2 separate regions of the Triticum aestivum genome follow, and region 1 is linked to region 2. Evidence: chromatin contacts called from public Hi-C data. All regions are on one chromosome and are shown on one strand. The core of a region is the stretch at or near the end of the contact, and the rest is flanking DNA. Distances in the headings are between cores, read along the strand shown.

The links. A called contact is a pair of places that touch in the nucleus more often than the background predicts.
Region 1: a contact with region 2 is called in a Hi-C map of leaf, with 5 times the contacts expected there. The contact joins the enhancer-like site here to the promoter of LOC123105124 in region 2. A contact is called at or near these places in 4 of 5 Hi-C or Micro-C datasets (leaf and an unstated tissue).

What each region holds. Positions count from the first base shown.
Region 1 is chr5A:595,757,972-595,763,432 of IWGSC CS RefSeq v2.1, reverse strand. No RefSeq gene overlaps it. Among protein-coding and RNA genes, the nearest start is that of LOC123105126, 150 kb to the left of the region's middle. Within about 2 kb of position 1,337, at least 1 of the 8 cell types and tissues checked has an H3K27ac peak or open chromatin away from gene starts, as enhancers often do.
Region 2 is chr5A:595,293,580-595,298,787 of IWGSC CS RefSeq v2.1, reverse strand. It overlaps LOC123105124 (casein kinase II subunit alpha-2), which reads right to left and starts at 2,069. Exons shown (of 10, transcript XM_044527123.1): 1 at 1,694-2,069; 2 at 1,448-1,577; 3 at 51-245. The coding sequence starts at 2,016. LOC123105123 reads left to right here and starts at 2,131. Exons shown (of 7, transcript XM_044527121.1): 1 at 2,131-2,384; 2 at 3,291-3,403; 3 at 3,501-4,142; 4 at 4,310-4,395; 5 at 4,468-4,558; 6 at 4,660-5,091; 7 at 5,170-5,208. The coding sequence starts at 3,314.

The DNA.
Region 1 (5,461 bases), core at 88-2,587, 470 kb before region 2:
AAAATGAAATAAAAGGAAAAAAACGAAATTTAGAAAACAGGCCGCCCGGACATGGGCTGGCCCATATGGGCACGTCGTGTCGTCTCCCTGCACAGAGCGTAGTATCGGAGGTCCCTGCTACATGGGCCTGCCTAGGCGCAGAAGCACTTATAGATAGCATTGGATATTAATTAAGATTACATCGTAAATCTAATTTTAGATGATTAACATGCAAGATGATATCATATCTGAAATCTACACATTTTCCTGAGTAATTTTTATATATAACATGTAAGATTTCGAGTTAGGATTCAAAATATATGAATATTTTAAGAAGATATGCATGATAAAAGAAAAAGTAAACCAAAATGAAAGAAAATTGCACTCACCTAGAATCGAACTTAGAACTATTAGGTGGAATAGTGGAGCTCCAGCCATTGCCCTGCTTGCCTGATAGTTGTACATTCTTGTGCTGCCTACTTATAAACCAAGTCCGATGTACCGAATTGTAAAAGAAAAAACGGATCATTTTCCGTCTTACCGGTGGCATTTGGGGCAAATCTTATGACGCACCACCAGAAGCACTATTTGCTTTGTTATTAGGTGGAGATGGATAGATATACATCTAGATAGATTTGGAAAGCATTAATTATACAAATTTCTCAAAATTATTTTACTTTATTTTTATAATTGTTCATGACATATTTTTAAAACTCGCAAGAGTGTGAAATTTTTGTTTGTGGTTGTTTAAAATATCCACGTGCTCCAGAATAATGTACCTTAAGTTCTTAAGAATATTAAAAAATAAAATTTGTTCATGTGCCCAAAAATTTGTTTCACACCATTCATAAAATAATGTTGACATGTTGAAAATATGTTTCTTCCCTTTTTTAAGAAAAGCCTTTAACAACGTACAAAAAATTTGCATAGTTAAAAAAATGATCTATATCATTCAAATAAAAAATTCAACATGTATTTTAAATTTTTATAACATGCATTCAAAAAATGTTCAGAAGCATATATTTAGAATCGGTTGAACATGTATTTAAAAGTGTTAAACATGTATAAATGTTATTTTTATTCCAGACATGTGAAATGTAGATAAAAAATCTAGTTGGAAAAATGTTAAACATGTATTTAAAAAATGTTCTTGATGTAAAAAAATGAACAATGTGTACGTAAAATGTAGACAAGTGTTCAAAAAAAATCAAACAAACCCGAAGAAAATCGGTGCAAACAATGAAAATTTGATAAGAAACTACACAGAAAGAAAAACTTGCGTCGGCATCTACAGCATTGGCCGACCCAGTAGGATTTTGTCGGAGGCAAGCCGGAGCTCTGCCTCGCATTAGGCGATAAATAGCGATGTTGAGTCCGTAAGTGGGCACGTGCGAGCGGTGGTTCCTATTATGCGCGTAACATCGAGAATAGCTGAAAACATGCACCCTAGGTCATTTATTTTCGCGGCTTTTGGGTTCTCCTATTTAGGGCATTTGCGACGCAGACCCTCAAATCACCCCTATATGTCTTTTTCGATAGTTGGCACGTTTTTGTCATCAAAGGATATGCCTCAAACGTTTGCAGACTGGTCCCGATATTCTAATTCCGGTAACCTAGCCAGCCAAAAGCCACCACGTCGAACAGCCGGACATCGCCTCTCTCTCTCATCAACCACGATATGCACACGCATATATGAACATTTAGGGATATGGTTGGATAGCCGGCTCCCGTATTAGTGTTTGCGGACAAATCTAGACCAGTTCATGGACAAATAGTGTGTCTGTTTTAGGAGTTAGTGTTAGAGATGCCCGTAGGTATCCAACAAAATTTGTGAAGGTTCTAGAACCTTCCCTGAACAGTTTTTTTGAATTTCTTTTATGCCATTTTTTTAAATTTGTTTTATTTTAAGTATTTTTCATATTTAAATGTAAGCGTATTTTTTGAATTTTAATTTTTAATTCTCAAAAGTTTTGGAAATTTGCAACAATTATTTAAAATTACTAAATTTTTTCGAATTTGCAAACATTTCTTGAAATCTGGAAATTTTTACATTTTCTGAACGTTTTTTCAAATTCAGAAACATTATTATATACTTTGATTTTTTCACATACTATAATATTTTTATTTTATGATAATTTTTAAAAAATGCACAAAAAATACAGGAAGATTTATAAACTTTGAGATTTTTTGTGTTACTGCACATTTTTGGAGTCCGTGAACATTTTTTGAAATCTGAATTCTTTTTTATTTGCGAATATTTTTCCTAATTCATGAACATTTTTCAAATTTGTAACATTTTCTAATTCATGAACAATTTTTCAATACATGGAGGTGTTGGTATACTGAAGAGATGAATGTCTTGCAACACTTTATAAAACTTCATTGTGTCCCAATAGTTCTAACACTGACATCCATGCTAGCCTTGCTATTTTACACAAGGCTATTTTAAGATGAAATTTACTATTTTCATGTTCCTCCTTCCATAGTTCTGCTCAATTTTGTCCCACACCTAAGAAATCATTTCGCTGCAACAATTTATTTGTAGCATAGTAATATGATAGCAGTGATAGCAAAGTAACAGCAACAGTACTAGCAACTTTGTAACCATCAGAGTAGTAGTAACTTGAGCAAAGGCAATAGTATTGAAACGTAGGCATGGAGTAGCGATGGATATTCAGATGAGATTCAATATGTATCTGTCACAACCTAAAATGATACACAATAGTTCCAATTCATTAATCATATATATAGTGTTACGATCATGTCATAATTAAATTACGTTTGGAATTCAAATAGTTACATTCCTATTGATTCACTACATAAAATTTGACATAAGAAAATAAAAATATAGGTCATAAGACAAGAAAATTTACAGTTTATGTGTATTTTACACTATGTTTTTACATTTGTAATTTTACATAACATAAAATATTTTTTACGGCGATTATATATTTTCTTACTGTCTCTTTTTGCGTCGGAAATAAGACAAAACTTACGGAACGTAAAATTACGGTGTATTGATGGTAAAATAGAGGGGGGTGAAGAATAACTATTCCCCACCTAGGGTGACGAATAGCGCGATATATATATATATATATATGTGTGTGTGTGTGTGTGTGTGTGTGTGTGTGTGTGTGTGTGTGTGTGTGTGTGTGTAGTCATATGTGCTTACGATAAGAACTTGCATAACATCTTTTGTCTTACCCTCTCGTGGGAGCGGAGTCCTAATGGAAACTAAAAGTAATTAAGACGCTCCTTTTAATAGAGAACCGGAACAAAACATTAGCACATAGTGAATACATGAACTCCTCAAGTGAAAGTCATCCCCGTCAATATCCCAATTCAAGGTCACCTTGGGGATCTAAGGTCCAGAACGATAGCAGGTGCATACAACTTGAAGGTAAGATCAAGAACAAAAATATATTCATTAAAGCATAATATGTTCAAATATAAAATCATGGCACTCGGGCCATAATGACAAGCATTAAGCATAGCAAGGAGACAAGGGACACAAAGTTTTACCCAGGTTCGGGCCCTCTTGATGGAGGTAAAACCCTACGTCCTTCTTGATTGATATTGATGATATGGGTGTTACAAGAGTAGATCTTCCACGAGATCAGAGAGGCTAAACCCTAGAAGCTAGCCTATGGTATGATTGTATGTTGTGATTGTTGTCCTACGGACTAAAACCCTTCAGTTTATATAGACACCGGAGAGGGTTAGGGTTACACAAGGTCGGTTACAAAGGAGGAGATATCCATATACGTATTGCCTAGCTTGCCTTCCACGCCAAGTAGAGTCCCATCCGGACATGAGACGAAGTCTTCAATCTTGTATCTTCATAGTCTAACAGTCCGGCCAATGGATATAGTCCGGCTGTCCGGAGACCCCTAATCTAGGACTCCCACAGTAGCCCCTGAACCAGGCTTCAATGACGATGAGTCCAGCGCGCAGTTGTCTTCGGCATTGCAAGGCGGGTTCCTTCTCCGAATACATCACCGAAGAATTTGAATACGAGGATAATGTCCGACCCCGCAAAATAAGTTCCACATCTCACCGTAGAGAGAATAATGTCTCCGCAGATCTAATCCGCTAGCTTGTTTTGGTAACATGACGTCATGTCATGGCCCGGCGGTTATTCGAACCGTTTCTCTTAACCCGCTCCACACATAATGCGAGGCGGTTTCTTGACACGTCTTGCCGAAGCGAAGATCGTGTTCCCCTAATTACGGGATTCTCATTAATGCAGTTCATGGGTAACCCAACCACGTCTAGGACTCCTAGATTATAGGTAAGTCCTAAACGGCTACGGAGAGGACGCTTGATATTCACCCTCCTTATAAGGGGACAAGGTTTTCGCTTTTTTCCTCCCGTGTTCAACTAAACCCTTCCCCCGCCTCGAGTTCTAACACCCAAAGCTCAGGTTAGGTGCTCCGGACCTTCAACCATGTCCGGATCCAGCCTTCAAGGCCGATGGACGCCCTCTTCCGTTACGGAAGAGGACATTAAGAAGTTGAGGGAGGCCAGATATCTGACCGCCGAGGGTTCGCATCGGCTGCCTGCTAGAGGGTAGGTCGTCCCTACTCCCGAACCCAACGAGAATGTTGTGTTCATCTCCCACTTCCTCTGAGGTCTAGGCCTCACTCTGGATCCTTTCGTCAGGGGCTTGATGTTCTATTACAGGTTAGATTTCCACGATCTAGCCCCGGACTCTTTTCTCCACATCACGACATTTATTGTCATGTGTGAGGCCTTTCTCCGCGTTACCCCTCACTTTGGCCTGTGGCTCAAGACTTTTGAAGTAAGGCCGAAGATGATCGAGGGGCAACAAGCAGCGTGCGGAGGTGCATCAATAGGCAAGATGGCAGGAGCTCCATGGCTGAGAGGTTCCTTTCCAGAGGTGCCCGAATTATGGCAACGGGAGTGGTTTTACGTCACAGCTCCCAGAAGTACCAAGTGGGCGGCTGCCCCCACTTTCCGCTCGGGCCCCCCACCACAACTGATGTCATGGATTAGCAGGGGTCTGAGCTGGGGTCCAGCCAAGGACGTGCCTATACTGCAAAGCTGCATCCGAGATCTCTTCGAGGGAGATTTCAATTTGGTTGTGGTAATACAAGTTATGCTGGTTCGCCAAGTCCAGCCTTGCAAACGCCGGCCCCTGCGTTTGTGGGAGTTCAACCCAGAGGGGCCACGTGCCATTCAAAGTTTCCTCGGCCTGACGCACGAGGAGATGTACAAGTCATTCTTCGGACCCCAAGTGGAATGTCCGAATATTACCGAGGATGCGGGCCTGAGCAGTAACCACGCCGCCAAACAAGTAAGAAATCCCCTCGCCAAACACATTGTCTTTTATTCGAAGTTATTTCTGAGAGTCCGCTTTTTGACCAGGACTGGCTAACAAAAGCGAAGATGATTCGGTGCTTGGCTCCCCTCCCCGAGGGTTTGGAAAATCCGGTATTGGAGAAGATGCTCGAGGTCGCAC
Region 2 (5,208 bases), core at 820-3,319:
GAACATATGAATATTATCCACGTCAATACTTTCCCAGTTCAGATTCTTGCCTTTAATAATTCAAATATATAGTATCTGATATCGTAATCCGACAGTGTGGGGTAGAGCACTCTGAAGTCAGTATTGTTGACATATTCAAAGATCAGACTGGGTGTCTTTGAATCATCATCTCTGACAACATCGAGTAGCTTTATAATGTTAGGTCCGCCATATAAGTTCTGAAGTATCTTTATTTCCCTCTTTATCTGCATCATCATACAAAATTCAATAAGGCTTGGTAGTAAGACACACCAGGTACATTACAAGATGCAATGACAGTACTTTGCAATGAAGCAAATAGATAACCAAACACATCAGCACAGGTGCATCATTGAACTGTATTTGGTCCTAAAGTGGGGCATATGCTAACACATTCTTAGCTCATAAGATTGTATGCCTAGAAACAACCAAGCAATTGGTAATCACTATTTCCCAAGTTAGATACAAGGGAAGAAACTTCTATATGGGAATAAGGATCAGAGCATGATCATTCAATATGCAATTAGATGGGCAATAGAGCGAAACCAGATTCAATTTTTTTTCTTCGATACCCAATTGCTAGGGTTAACACAGCATCTGAAATTAAAAATTGAACAGTAATCAAAAACTTTTACGAAGGCCTAGAACAGAGTCAAGGACAGTTGCAAGGATGACCCTGAGAAGTTCTGAGGACATGGTTCCAAGGTGGCTTAACAATGAAAGAAGGAAATAGAGATGACACATGCAAACAGCGATCTACTACAGGACAACTCTTTTGTTCGCAGTTAAAATTTTAATTTCAATTTTCTTGTCTTCTGATGCTGCTCACCAGTGACCAATGAGAACCCCCAGACTTAGCTTGCTGACTCACGCCGGACGCAGTGGTTGTTGACGCATCCCCATCCAGCCTATGCACACAATAGCTCATTGGCCCATGAACACGTAAGAAGGAGGGAGGGGGGATGGGGTAGAGGGCCCTCACCTACAAGGAGCCCTTCACCAAAACCAGATGTGAGATTGGGAAGTGGAGGGAAGGGGAGAATAGGAGGTTTGCTACTGTGGCACGCCATTAAAGGCTGATGGGGGAAATGGTGCATGGGGGCTCTCAGAACTTGACATCTCTAATTTCTCACCGTTTCAATCGCATCTGTTGTTTTCGCATGGATAAAATCCAAACCAAATATCTGCTTCATGTGAAATTGTTCTAACACACACGATAACATAATAGTTCCACAACCTCCTGAATCATTACCAAATCACATCGACCAATGCTAAGATGTACTCCTAAAACAATTTGTACGAAGTTAAGTTTGCACTATCCAACAAAAGATTGTAGCGCTCTGGCCTTCTTCGGATTTAGCATCCAATAACCTATCAATAGAAACACAACAGACACAGCAGCATTGCAGACATGAAGATGAAGGCATACCTTCTTCTTCCTCACGGGCTTGAGGATCTTGATGACGCACCTCTCTTCGCTCCTGGTCCGTAATCCCTCGAACACCTCGCTGTACTTGCCCTTGCCCACCTTCCGCAGCACCTCGTACCCATCCTGCTCCCTGCACGCAACGCAAGCAAGCAAAGCACGCCCGCAGAGGGGCAGCCAGCGTCAGAGCGCGAACCCTAGCCAACAGCAAATCTGGAGTGTCACGCACGGGCTCCCGCGCCTCCTTACCCCCACTCGATGTCGAGCGCCTCGTAGTCCCAGTACTCCTTGGGCCGCTGGGAGTTGGCGTCGGCGTAGACGCGCGCGATGGGGGTGGCCCCCGCGGGGTGGCGCGTGGCGCGGCCGATGGGCGGCATGGGGCGCGGCGACTCGGCGGCGGCCGCGGCGTAGGCGGTGGGCGAGTGGCGGCGGCGGTGGTGGTGGCCGTGGGAGTGCCGCGGGGCCGCGGTGGAGAGGAGGCAGAGCAGGAGCCGGTGGGGCGTCGCGGCGGCGGCGGCGGCGGAGGAGGGGGAGAGCGGGTGGAGGCGGCTGCGCAGGGCGCACCAGGCCATGTAGCAGTTACTTGACGGCGCGACAGGATGTGGACTGCTCACGCCTCACCCTGCCGCGGACGCGGAGCGTGAGAGAGCAGCGCGCCGCACGGCACGGGACAGGGACGGGGGAGCCCATGAAAGCCCAGCCCGCGAGGCCTGCGTACGTTAGTGGGCCTCTCGGTCCAGCCCGAGGCAGTCTTACGACCTTACCCGGAGCCGGAGCCGGAGCCGGAGGGCAACACGCCGCCGGCTACGCCCCCAACCCGCTACACGCCGCCGGCTTCGCCTCCCCTACGACTTACGCTGGCGAGCGCGCGCAAGCTGCCATGGACGCCGGCTGGGGAGCTTAGCGGGAACCTCGGCGGCGCAACGCCTCCCGAGCGCAGGTCAAACCCTAGCTCTAATGCCCCCATTTTCTTGCAATGCAGCTGTGTACGCTGTGCGCAATGCATTGCTGCATTTCCGTGTGCGTCTCGGCCATTTCTGTGAGGCTGGGGCAAAAACCAGGAAGCTTTTGAGATGGTGTAGTATACTTGAGATGCAGAGTGTAGATTCTACCAGTGCTCAGAAATCCTTGGAACTTTGGCACGGCCGTTAAAGTTCTTGTCACCGGAGCTTGATGGTTAAGCATGTGTTTCAGATGCACGGTGATCTGTGTTCCCCTAACCTGGCCTAGCATCTACTCAGCATACGAATGTTGTCACTCTTGCATTTCTTGCCTATGGAGTGCCTGGTAATATTGTACCTCGCTACCTTTTTTTTTTTTGAGAAAATGTGTACCTGACTACCTATGAGTGAATTGCATTTTCTTTTACCCCCGCCTCCAACAAAACTGGTCCACTCCCGTGGCTGTTGTCTGGGGTGACACATTTGAGGCATAAAAAAAAAGGGCAGCCCGGTGCATGTAGCTCCCGCTTGCGCAGGGTCCGACCACATTGGAGGCATAAGATAAAAGTAAATTGATTCAAAATCAATTTTGGAATTCAAAAATATTTAATTAAAAAATCTAGTATGATGGATAATTTTCTGAAACTTTACGGAGAAGAAAGGACTAGAACTGGAAGTAAAATCAGTACTAAACATAATAATCAAATGGTTCCAGAGTGTGTATTTTGGTATTTAGGTTATAAAACCTGGAAGAATATTCACTGCCACTCATGTCATTTTAGAAGGTAAAAAGGGGAATTTTAGCAAAAAAAACTATACTGCATTTATCAGTTTATGAACTGATATGCTGTCTTGTGTTGGTCATTACTCATTACCGTCCTTCTTTGTTAGGCATATTACAGCAGCTACTATTCTCTGCTGGCTGTAAATGGAGCAGAACCTGGATCCTGGTCCTGTTGATAAATCTGTTCTTGTAGAGCAGGAGCTTCATAAATCTGAAGCTATATCTGTTGGGAAGGTAACAGTTTAGAGGTTTTCCTTACGTTTTTCTGTAAAGATACTCCAGTAAGGTATTGACCCTCTTCTGCTGTTGCTCACTTGGGCTAAAAATGCAGGTGTACAAACCTATTAGGTTTATCGAACATGGCACAAGACTTAACCAATGGGAAGTGAAGCATGAGGGAATGCTTGCAATATTGCAGCGAGCTGGATTTTACCACCTGTGTTTCTTGAAGAGGGTTCAGTTGGACCATGCTTTGTTAAATGCTTTGGTCGAAAGGTGGCGGCGTGAAACACAGACCTTCCACTTGCGGTTTGGAGAGATGGCTGTCCTCTTGAAGGATGTGGCCATTCTTACTGGACTTCGCGTAGATGGTACTCCTGTGACTGGCGCAACAGGCTGTCATTGGGAACAATTGTGTTTAGAGCTACTAGGCCAAGAACCTCCACAGATAAAAGGTGGTTCTATCAACATTGCATGGTTGTATGACACTTTCAGTAACTTGCCAGAGGGAGCTAATCAGTCAGAAATAGAGCATGCTACACGGGCCTACATAATGTACCAAATTGGCTGCAGTTTATTTCCTGACCCGAGTGGGACTCGAGTGCACTTAAGATACTTGGCACTGCTTCGTGATTTTGATGCCTCAGGGGAGATGGCTTGGGGGGCTGCTGTTCTTGCTCACCTCTACAGAGAACTTGGAAAGGCTAGCATGAAGGGCAAGGCTAACTGTTGTGCTTTTCTCACTCTTCTTCAGGTACTACCTCCGGTCCGCTTTAATTTTCGTGGAGGAACTGCTGCGATAGTACAAAGTCGTGTACAGCTTGCGACAATTATTTCGGATCAGAGGAGTGGTATATTTCCCCAGCCATGCAGTACCTTTTCTTAGTACAGCAACTAATGGCAAATCAATACACATTGCAGATATGGGCATGGGAGCATATCCAGATAGGCCGTCCTGAAAGACTGGAGAATAAATCTCTAAACGGCGATCAGCCCCTTGGATGCAGGTTTGTGTTGTATGTCATTCCTTTTGTTTTGCTTTATTTTATTCCTGGAAATGAACATCATTTTATAATCAGATGGGACGTACCCTTCAAGAACCGTGAAAATGTCCGATCCATAGACCAGGAATTTTACAGGCATGGGCTTGATACTATAACAGATTGTCAGGTATGAATGTAGGACTTCTCATAACTGCAAAATAGTACATCTTATCCACGTGCACACTATAAGCAGCACAGTGCTACAGCTCATCTTTGCATTTTCTCTAGATAACATGGGACCCGTACAAACCAAGTCTGATCGATGGCCTGCCTGCGCTATGCACACTTGGATCTGCAGTTTGGCAATCAAGAACTCCATTAATCTGCTTCCAAATAGTGGAAATGCATGTGCCTGATCGTGTCTTACTACAATTCGGAATGATGCAGCACATTCCAGACCCAGTTGAGGCAGTTGAGCGTGTTACAATGCAGGGAAAAACAGATGAGGATTGGTCTACCTACCATGAGAAGTACATTAAGCAATGGGATAACAGGCTCCATTCAGTCGCTGGCCTGCACAATGCCGTGAATTCAGATCCTACTCATGCAAGGAATTGTTACTTAGAGTGGTACTGGCAGATCACGCGTCGATGGATCTCCACTCCAGTAGAGTGTCCGTTTATATCGTATCAGTTATCTGGGCACAGCGAGAAAGCTCTGGTAAGAATTTTAGAATGATATTTGTCATCTTCCTGTCTGTATTATATGTCTTTGACATGTGTATTTGACCATGAACAGGTTGATCTGGTAAGTACGGTGCAGGGGCGAATTAGAGCG